Regions from separate parts of the Sus scrofa genome. Here all the other regions are linked to region 1. A link is a contact called in public HiChIP or PLAC-seq data. All regions are on one chromosome and are shown on one strand. The core of a region is the stretch at or near the end of the contact, and the rest is flanking DNA. Distances in the headings are between cores, read along the strand shown.

Region 1 (3,240 bases), core at 358-2,857:
GATCCCCTGAAAGGGGACTCACACTTTGAGAGCCACTGGCATATGAAATGATGGTGTATTTTACACCATTAGAGTTAACGATCATGCACATATTTCCACTTAAAGTATTGGAAAGAGTAAAAACTTGACTACATGGAAAACTACTGTCAGACAGTTGGTATAGCAGTGTTGGACACTGAGAAACTAGCTGATGTATTTTCTTTTGTGTTTGTGGGAAATATTTTCATCCTCCTACTTAAGGGGCCACCTCACACTGAGCATCCTGCAGATCTGGGTAATTCTGACCTTAAGAGAAAGTCATGGAACTGGCTGTCCAGGAGGACAGGATAGGAGTTGAGACAAAGTTGAAAGAACTGTAGTCTGACCCCCAGGAGAGAAAGCTGGATTTCCTGGATACAGGGGAGCTGGAGTATCTGCCAGTGATGGACATCTGGAAAGAGAAGCAAATGGCTGTGCTAATATCTATGGAAGATGGACTCTGGAGGCATAAGGCACTGGAGCACCAGCCTGGGTCCAAAGTGGAGAGTCAGGCCAAAGAGAGGTCAGAACTGCCTTCAGGGATATCATGCAGGCTGGTGCAAGGAGATCCTAGTGACAGTCACCTGGCCAGCTTTCTGCCAATGCCATCTTGACCTGGAATCCGAGACCTGCCCAAGGAAGAAGGACCAGAGCTGCAATCAAAACTGAAAAGATTGGTTTTCTCTTTCTCCAGGAATCAGTGGGATCAGCTAAGCTTCAATTTAGAAACTACAGAATAGTTAGATCAGCAAAAGCAAAAGTGGTTATGAGCATATCTGAGATCATCCCGAATTTGATTTCTAGCTTTGGCACTACCCATAGAACTCACTTCACAGGATCCCCTATGGGAACACTAAGTGAGCAGCACCTAGTGCTCTTCAAACAGCACCTGGCACATAGTGCAATATATATACTGGGATCTTCTGGAGGTGTCAGACCAGCCACACTACATCCTTTTGGAGGTTGGGATAGCTCAAGTTTGACCTATGTGTAAATCGAAGACTAAATTAAATTCTGATGCTGGAGTTCAAGGGCCCAAAGGGGAGGAAAGTATTCAAAATTGCAGAAGCTCTCTACTCAGGAGTGGGTGGCAGAGGCTGTGTGGGAGAGTCTTCGGCGGAGACTCCAGCCCCCGAGGTCTCCCTGCCCCAGCCTATGGCACCAAGCAAGCCCTTACTGGCTTTGGAAGGACTGAGGACTTTTCTTGGGCCCGAGCCGTCCCAAGTGAAATGCAGGATCGCAGGAGCAAACTCCTGCAAGATTCCGTGGGAGCCCAGGTCCTTCCTCTTGGGTTTCTCCTTATTTTAAATTTTTGCCAGAGTGGCCTCTGACTCTCTTTGCACAAGGGGCAGGGGTGCCTGCTAGTCTGAGCTGGAAAGTGGGCGTGGGCAGGCGTGGGCAGACCCGTCAAACCTTTGCCACCTGCTGGAAACAGGAGGGTCTAGAGACGTGGGGACCCGTGCTCCCTCCCCCCCCCTCCCCGCACCTCCCGCCTCTAGGCGTGGCCATCTCTAGGCTCCCCTAGGGGGCGGAGCCGAGGGAGGGGTCTGCCAGCGAGTCACGTCCTACAGGGCAGAGCAGAGCCCGGAGAGGCTGGCCTAGAAGGCGCCACATCCGGCGGCTGTCCCGTGGTGCATAAAGCCGCAGCCACTGCTGCCACCACCACCGTTGGTTTCCAGCAGTAGCGCTGGCCTCCTCTTGGCTGCGGGAGCAGCTGCTCCAATGCTCTGGAGCGGCCATGAGCGCCCCGCACTGGTGGGACCAGCTGCGGGCTGGCAGCTCGGAGGTGGACTGGTGCGAGGACAACTACACCATCGTGCCTGCCATCGCCGAGTTCTACAACACGGTGCGAGGCGTGGGAGTGGGAATGGCAGCCGGGCTGGCGGGAGGGGTCTGTCCCCAAGCGCCGCTGCGGCTGGAGCCTGGGACCTGGATCTCTGCGTGTATCCGGGGCATTTTCGCTCCAGGGCCAGATTCGACCCACGCCCCCTTCCCTGCTCGCCTTCCATTTCTTCATCTGTCCTCCTCTCCTGTCCCCGTCCCGGACATCTGGGCTCATCCTCCTCCTCTGGTCATTTCTTTCTGTTGATTCTATTGTCTTGTCTGATCCTCATCCGTCGCGGAGCCAGTGCTCCGTGTAACCCCATTCTTCCAGTCTGGGTCAGTTGGTGGCGGTGAGCTCGCTGGGACAACTCCCTTCCTAGCTTAGGATCTCTGTGGTGTGACGCAGTCGGGTCCCATTGTGCGGTTTTTGCCCTGAGTACCTGCTCAGGGAGTCCGGGGAAGGGGGGAGACCTCCAGCAGGTCTCCGGGGCGGGGCCCACGCCGACTGTGCTGACTTGCACCAGTAGTAGGTCGAGTTACTTTGGGCCAGAATCAAGTTAATTTCCACGAGTTCTAGTAGGAGTGTCACACCAGCCCCAAATTCAGCTCCCTCAGTTCTGTGACTCTCCAGTTATTAAGCCTGGAAGGTGAAAGGGAAACTCTTGAGTGATTGTGTGTTTTCTGGACTTGCCTAGGTCTCTAGATGTTGACCAGTGGAAACTTCCCCACTGCAGAATCCTGTGTGCTTTTAGTCTTTGTGGCAGGGAATGCTTGCAGTTGGGAAGGAAATGCCTCCTCTTTTTGCTGTACCCCTGCCTCAGGATTCTGGTACCAAATGTAAGACTTTGCGTGGTCATTTCTGTGGCTTCTTTTTTCATTCTGATAACGTGGAAAACAGAACTCCTGATTTAAGAGTCACTGTGTATTTGAAGTTGTTCTTGAGGATTTTCTTAGATTTGCTGGAGAGAATGCCCTTGGCTTGAGTTGAATGCTTATTGCCTGGAGGGATCTCCCATGTGGGGATCCCGTCATCCTTCTAGTCTTTGACAAAGGGAGATGACCTGCACACAACTCTGGTACGGTTGGGGCCACGATCCAGAGTCTGCACTCTCCTTCCCCTCAGTGCTGAAATCAATGGCTGTCCTCCCAGCAAATACTCCTGCTTCTTTTTTTTATGACCAGGTTAGTTCCTCAAGGAAACCTGGTCCTCTGCTGTCCCTAGATGCTGCGACAGATGCAGTTAGTGGAGGTGGCCACCCTTCACCTACTCTACAACTTGTTTCAGAGGATGCTATCAGGCGTAGATGGGTGCCCACAGAGGATGAGCTGGACCGAAGCTGGCTGCTTTCATCTGCAGTAACTCAGTTTCTCATTTGTAACTGGAGAATACTAAGGCTT
Region 2 (3,240 bases), core at 318-2,817, 310 kb before region 1:
CATTGTGCAGCAGAAACAAATCCAACTAGGAACCATGTTGTGGGTTCGATCCCTGGCCTTGCTCAGTGGGTTAAAGATCCAGTGTTGCCGTGAACTATGGTACAGGTCGAAGATGTGGCTCGGATCTGGCATTGCTGCAGCTTTGGCATAGGCCGGCAACTGCAGCTCCAATTAGACCCCTAGCCTAGGAACCTCCATATACCATGGGTGTGCCCTGAAAAAGCAAAAAAAAAAAAAAAAAAAAATTAATATTTTTAATTCTGTTCAATAGGTCATGGCAAATTAATTTTTGTAATTCACGTACACATACTTACAGCCAATTAAGAAAAACATACATGGAGTTCCCCTCATGGCTCAGAGGAAACAAATCTGACTAGCATTCATGAGGACACAGGTTCTATCCCTGGCCTCACTCAGTGGGTTAAGGATCTGGCGTTGCCATGAACTGTAGTGTAGGTTGCAAAAGTGGCTGGTTCCATGTATCTCAAATTTCCCCTGGCCTACAGTGAGAAAGATAATAGATACTGCCTAAAGTTGGCAAGTTAACACACAAAGATATAAACAAAGTATTCAGTATTAGAAATAACAACTGTAATATTTGTGGCAAAGTAGGAAATGGATTTACTCTTCATCTTAACACCATTCTCTCTACCAGTTTTTTGCTAACTGTGGCAAGTTCATGCAATTTGCTAATTCAAGAAGTAGAAATATAAAGAGTAACCACTTTACAAGGTTCCCTAGAGTCCTAAAGGCGTTTGCACACGTCCTTCCATTACCAAGCCGCCACCTCTACCTCGACATCACGGACTACTCAGCTTGCTTCCAAAGCAGAAATAAGCCGCCCCTCCAGTTTTTACCCCACTTGCTGACTCTACTCCCCTACAAAGCGCTCCCAGCAAGGTCCAATAATTGATAGTTTCCATCGCCAGGCTAGCAGCCACTGAGAGCAGGAACTAGAAGACAGTGTCGGGCCACAGCAACCGCTCCAATACTTAATTCAACACCTGGGAAGTCCGCAAGAGAGTGGGTTGCCCCGGCGCGACTGGGTTCGGATTTTCCCGCCCCACCGCCCGGGCCTCCTTACACTCCGAGGTGCGTGTGAGACACGATCTTTCCGCAGGCTATGGTCGCCGGGCCCGGGTCGAAGCCGAGTGCCCGCAGATACATCCAGAGATGCTCCTTCTCGAAAGAAGTGATGCAGGCAGAGCTCATCTTAGCAGCAGGCAGGGACCCGCCAAAGGAAAAAAGCTCAGGCTCCAACGACTAAGAGGTTCCTCAGACTCCCTCCCTACCGGCAGCCTGAGGTGGCAGCAGCACCTCCATTACCACCGCCTTCTCCTCTCTCGCCCGAAGCCATTTCGTCTTAAATAGCCTCAAATGCCTCGAATGGCCTGAAATTGTAACGTCTCAGGGATATAAAGCCTCTAAGGATAGTATGGGACAGCGGTCAAAAGGAAACCACCACAAACCGAGCTTCCCGCGCTGCCCGGAAAGCGGTTGGCGCCGACACCGCCCGGTTTTCAGAGGAGGAGGGACTTCCGCGGAGAATTGTCTCTCCCGCCATGCAATGCGCCCTCTCTCCGCCCCTTCTGGTCCTAACCAACCAAGATCTTACTAGACCCTCAACGCACTGCCGGGGTTGTGCATTTTGCGGACTCTTTCCGGTTTCGCGCTTTCTGATTCTATTTTTCTGATCTCTGTGGTTCCTTTTGCTCGTGTAGGCTTATTACGTCAGGCAAAAAACGTAGACTGTTGTTCACTATTGTAGAAAAAGCATGTGAGGGTACATGTCTAAGTCTGAGCAATTCGCCTAACTTCTGATCCTCGGGTCTATTAGTAAAAATCTTCTATGCCCTCAAGTGCTGAATGTTCCCTTCACCCCTGGTGGCATGTACGGGGGAAACCTCACTGACCGAATTCTCTTACTTCAACTTTTGGCAAGACCCTCATTGTCGCCAGCCAAAGAAAGCACAAGCTGTTTAAGTCTCTCAAGGGACATTCTCGGGAAAACAGTGACAGAATCTGAGGGACAGAAATTCCAGCGTCGGATCTGTCACTATCTAGGTCGGAATTTGACCTGGGGCAGGGGGGACTCACTTTCCTCTTGGCACTGATTCATTTTCTTTTTCTTTCTTTCTTTTTTTTTTTTTTCTGTACAATCAACACTCAGTTTTTCTTTTTTTATTACTCAATGAATTTATTACATTTGTAGTTTTGCAATGATCATCACAATCCAATTTTATAGGCTTTCCATCCCACAATCCCAGCACATCCCCCCACCCCCCAAACTGTCTCCTTTGGAGACCATAAGTTTTTCAGAGTCTGTGAGTCAGTATCTCTTCTGCAAAGAAGTTCATTGTGTCCTTATTTCAGATTCCACATGTCAGTGAAAGCATTGGATGTTGGTGTCTCATTGTATGGCTGACTTCACTTAGCATGATAATTTCTAGGTCCATCCATGTTGCTAAAAATGCCAGTGTTTCCTTCCTTTTAATGGCTGAGTGATATTCCATTGTGTATATGTACCACATCTTCTTGATCCACTCCTCTGTTGATGGAGATTTAGGTTGTTTCCATGTCTTGGCTATTGAAAATAGTGCTACAATGAGCATCAGAGTACATGTGTCTTTGCGAGTCATGGTTTTCTCTGGATAGATGCCCAGGAGTGGGATTGCTGGATCAAGTCACTGATTCATTTCTGAGACTCCTGGACATCCGACTCCAGAATGAATCTCTCTAGGTCGACTCCAGAACGAATCTCTCTAGGTCCCACAGGGGGATGCCCTTTGGGAATTTGGGGATTCCCAGAATAGCCCCTGCCCTCAAAAGTCTCTCTCCTATCTTCCTTCTAGTTGTCCTTATGGACAACTGTCAGTCTGCATAGGCAAAACACTCTCCCTTGGGATGACTCCTCAAACATGGGAAAGATCTTAGATTAGACAACCTCAAACCTTTAAATGAACGATCTTTTTCTGCAATACTGCTAACCCCAGTATAATTTGGCCACCAGGAGGTCTGGCCCAAGGACAGCCCTCTCAACTATGCTATTCTCCAACTTGGCCTCTACTGTCACCCTCTCAGCAAATGGTTTAAATTCCTTGTGTCCAGGCTTTCCTTCAACTTTCTCAGTACTCTAACCTGCAGTGCTCTTGCCACATGCTCCTATTAACCCCTACTTCTCTGTCTCCTCCTTTGGACCCTGAAGATCTCCCACTGTCCCTCTCCTTGTGTTCCTCTCCA
Region 3 (3,240 bases), core at 324-2,823, 270 kb before region 1:
CATTGTAATAAGACTCTCCCCGAAGTTCCCGTCGTGGCGCAGTGGTTAACGAATCCGACTAGGAACCATGAGGTTGCGGGTTCGGTCCCTGCCCTTGCTCAGTGGGTTAACGATCCGGCGTTGCCGTGAGCTGTGGTGTAGGTTGCAGACGCGGCTCGGATCCCGCGTTGCTGTGGCTCTAGCGTAGGCCGGTGGCTACAGCTCTGATTCAACCCCTAGCCTGGGAACCTCCATATGCCCGCGGGAGCGGCCCAAGAAATAGCAACAACAACAACAACAAAAAAGACAAAAAAAAAAAAAAGACTCTCCCAAATTCCACCCCCAACCAAAGCAAAAGCTAGTTTCAAGCAAAGGAAGGAGAACAGAGATGAAGTTAAGGGTAGCTGGCACTTCTTCCCACCCTCTGACTCTCAGAACTCTCCCCTGGGTAAATACATTCCCAGATGCTTCGGAGCTCACGTGTATAATTCACCCACTTAAAGTGTACAATTCAATATTTTCCCCACCAGGACATTTGAGATGCCTTTGGAAGAGAACTATCTGTGGGCAAAAATGCTAACCAAGTAAAAATCCATGTTAAGGAGTTCCCATCGTGGCTCAGTGGTTAACGAATCCGACTAGGAACGATGAGGTTGCGGGTTCAATCCCTAGCCTCGCTCAGTGGGTTAGGATCCGGCCTTGCCATGAGCTGTGGTGTAGGTTGCAGACACTGCTCGGATCCGGAGTTGCTGTAGCTCGGGCGCAGGCTGGCGGCTGTAGCTCCAATTAGACCCCTAGCCTGGGAACCTCCCTGTGCCGCGGGTGCGGCCCTAGAAAAAGACCCCAAAAAAAAAAAAAAAAATCCATGTTAAAACTAAAGCTGCCTTTCAAGTAGAAGACGTCTTGGATAGTCAAGACGATCAAGAAGAAGCACTTTGAGGGGAATTTATTCTTTGTCAAAGGGCTGAAACTAGTTCAAAGGACATTAAGCACAGGAGAAACGGAGTGCTCCGAAGAACAGAAAAAATTTTCAGGACGCTTTTAAATGTCAACTTATTGTCCCCAACGACCCACAGCCACACCAAACAGCCCTACAGCTGAGCAGCAGAACTGGGAAGGAAGGAACCCGAACACCCTCTGTCCATCACTTCCAGGCCAGTAAGTTCACACTGCCGCCAAGAGTGTGTTTTACATGAAACAAGAACCACGCTGAAGGCCAGTATCAATAGGCCGGCATGTCACTGCGTACCCCCAGAAAATTCTGGCTTAAGACGATTTTCTCCCGCGTTTCCTTTTAATAATGTCCTTTCGGAACAAATGGAAACTGTTAACCCGCAACCAAGCCAAGAAGCTACAACCGCACTATAGCAGCGGCCAGAAAAGAAGCCTCAACCATCAAAAGCGAGGGTGGAAAGCGCAAGCCCAGGAGACCGCCCCTTCCCAGCCGGGGCCGGAAACCGCCGTGAGGCCGCGAGAGACCAGCCTGAAGCCCGCCGGCGCCGAGCAGCCAGGAGAAACCACAGAAAGAGGCGCACACCCACCGACCAGCAGCAAATTAGAGTCGAGAGCCCGGGAAATCAGCGCGGCAGTCAACAGAGCTGGGCCCTACAGCGCCTGGCTTTATAACCCGCCCCGCACCACGTGACCCGAGGCCTCTTGAAATCCGAGACCTTAGAGGCAGCTGCGCGCCTTTGGCGGGGGCGGGGTCTGTCCTGCGTTGGCGGGGGCCCTGCCTAAGTCAGGAGAGCTGAGGGGCCCAGCGCCCGGCAAAAATGCGCCAGCGCCTACGCAGGCGTAGTTGCTTTGCAAAAGGCGGTGGAGGAGTGTTGGGGACAGCCTGTAACTAAACTGTTGATTTCTATCAGTCCTCGGAGTAGAACTGTCTTTAAAAATGGTAACGGTGGCGTCTAGACTGTTACTTATAGCAAGGAAATAAGTCCTACAGTTTTGTGAAATTCCAACCCAGGAAGGATCTGTAGAGATTGCGGTTTTGCTGCTCTTTAGACTTTAAAATCAGTTCCTGGAGTTCCCGTCGTGGTGCAGTGGTTAACGAATCCGACTAGGAACCATGAGGTTGCGGGTTCGGTCCCTGCCCCTTGCTCAGTGGGTTAACGATCCGGCGTTGCCGTGAGCTGTGGTGTAGGTCGCAGACACGGCTCGGATCCCGCGTTGCTGTGGCTCTGGCGTAGGCCGGTGGCTACAGCTCCGATTCAACCCCTAGCCTGGGAACCTCCATATGCCGCGGGAGCGGCCCAAGAAATAGCAACAACAACAACAACAAAAAAAAAGACAAAAAATAAATAAATAAATAAATAAAATCAGTTCCTCAAACATCTGCCTAATTTAAAGTTGAATCGGAATTTCCAAAAGTTGTGAGACTACCCTCAGTCTCTTTTGTTTCCTCATCAAGACTAAAATCACCCTGGGGTGATTGCTGCCTATGTTTACTATGCAGGATGACCTCTTTTTTAAAAAGTTGTGGGTTATGCGTTTTCTTTTTAAATAAACAAATCATCAGGAGTTTGCGGGTTCGATCTGGCTTTGCTCAGTGGGTTAAGGATCCCGCGTTGCGGTGAGCTGTGGTGTAGGTCGCAGACGCTGCTCAGACCGTGTTGCTGTGGCTCTGGCTTAGGCCCGGCGGCTACAGCTCCAATTCGACCCCTAGCCTGGGAACCTCCATATGCCGCAGAAGTGGCCCTAGAAATGGCAAAAGGCCAAAAAAAAAAAAAGTTCCCTAGTGGGAGTTCCTGCTGTGGGCCCAACAGGCTCTGCAGCGACTTGCCAGCGCTGAGACATTGGTTGGATTCCTAGCCTGATACAGTGTGTTAAGGACGGGGTGGGAAGGATGTTGCCGCAGCTGCGGCTTGGATCTGATCCCTGGCCAGGGAACTCCATACGTGTCCAAAAAAAAAAAAAAAAAAAAAAAAAAAAATTTCTCTGGTGGCTCAGGAAGTTACGGGTCCCCTGTAGTCCTCCTGCTGTGGCTTGGTCACAGCTGCGGTGTGGGTTTCATACCTGGCCAGGGATCTTTCACATGCCACTGGCATGGCCAAAAATAAGAAACAAAGTCATCATCCTATGAGCCCCAGTTTTTTCTTGTGTAAAAGGCAAGGACTTGAACAAACTTGTATGAGCAAACAAGTTACGCAACCACCCCAAGCAGAAGAGGGTTTGTGTGGACCTTGCCACGGTGAATGGCTGGGGATCTGATGACATTGCCCCGGGGCCTCAGCCTCCCCAGTTCTCTCCTGGGGAAGGTAA

The links. HiChIP or PLAC-seq counts read pairs in DNA pulled down with a chosen protein or histone mark.
Region 2: an H3K27ac HiChIP or PLAC-seq map of alveolar macrophages shows a contact between it and region 1. The contact joins the promoter of HAUS6 here to the promoter of ACER2 in region 1. A contact is called at or near these places in 2 of 47 Hi-C or Micro-C datasets (epiblast stem cells and heart right ventricle) and 1 of 2 datasets of contacts at active chromatin or transcription factors (alveolar macrophages).
Region 3: an H3K27ac HiChIP or PLAC-seq map of skeletal muscle shows a contact between it and region 1, with 4 times the contacts expected there. The contact joins the promoter of PLIN2 here to the promoter of ACER2 in region 1. A contact is called at or near these places in 1 of 47 Hi-C or Micro-C datasets (epiblast stem cells) and 2 of 2 datasets of contacts at active chromatin or transcription factors (alveolar macrophages and skeletal muscle).

The regions. Positions count from the first base shown.
Region 1 is chr1:203,413,385-203,416,624 of Sscrofa11.1, reverse strand. It overlaps ACER2 (alkaline ceramidase 2), which reads left to right and starts at 1,607. Exons shown (of 7, transcript XM_001926911.5): 1 at 1,607-1,864. The coding sequence starts at 1,757.
Region 2 is chr1:203,718,580-203,721,819 of Sscrofa11.1, reverse strand. It overlaps HAUS6 (HAUS augmin-like complex subunit 6), which reads right to left and starts at 1,567. Exons shown (of 17, transcript XM_013993527.2): 1 at 1,470-1,567. The coding sequence starts at 1,564.
Region 3 is chr1:203,682,380-203,685,619 of Sscrofa11.1, reverse strand. PLIN2 (perilipin 2) reads right to left here and starts at 1,573. Exons shown (of 8, transcript NM_214200.2): 1 at 1,521-1,573.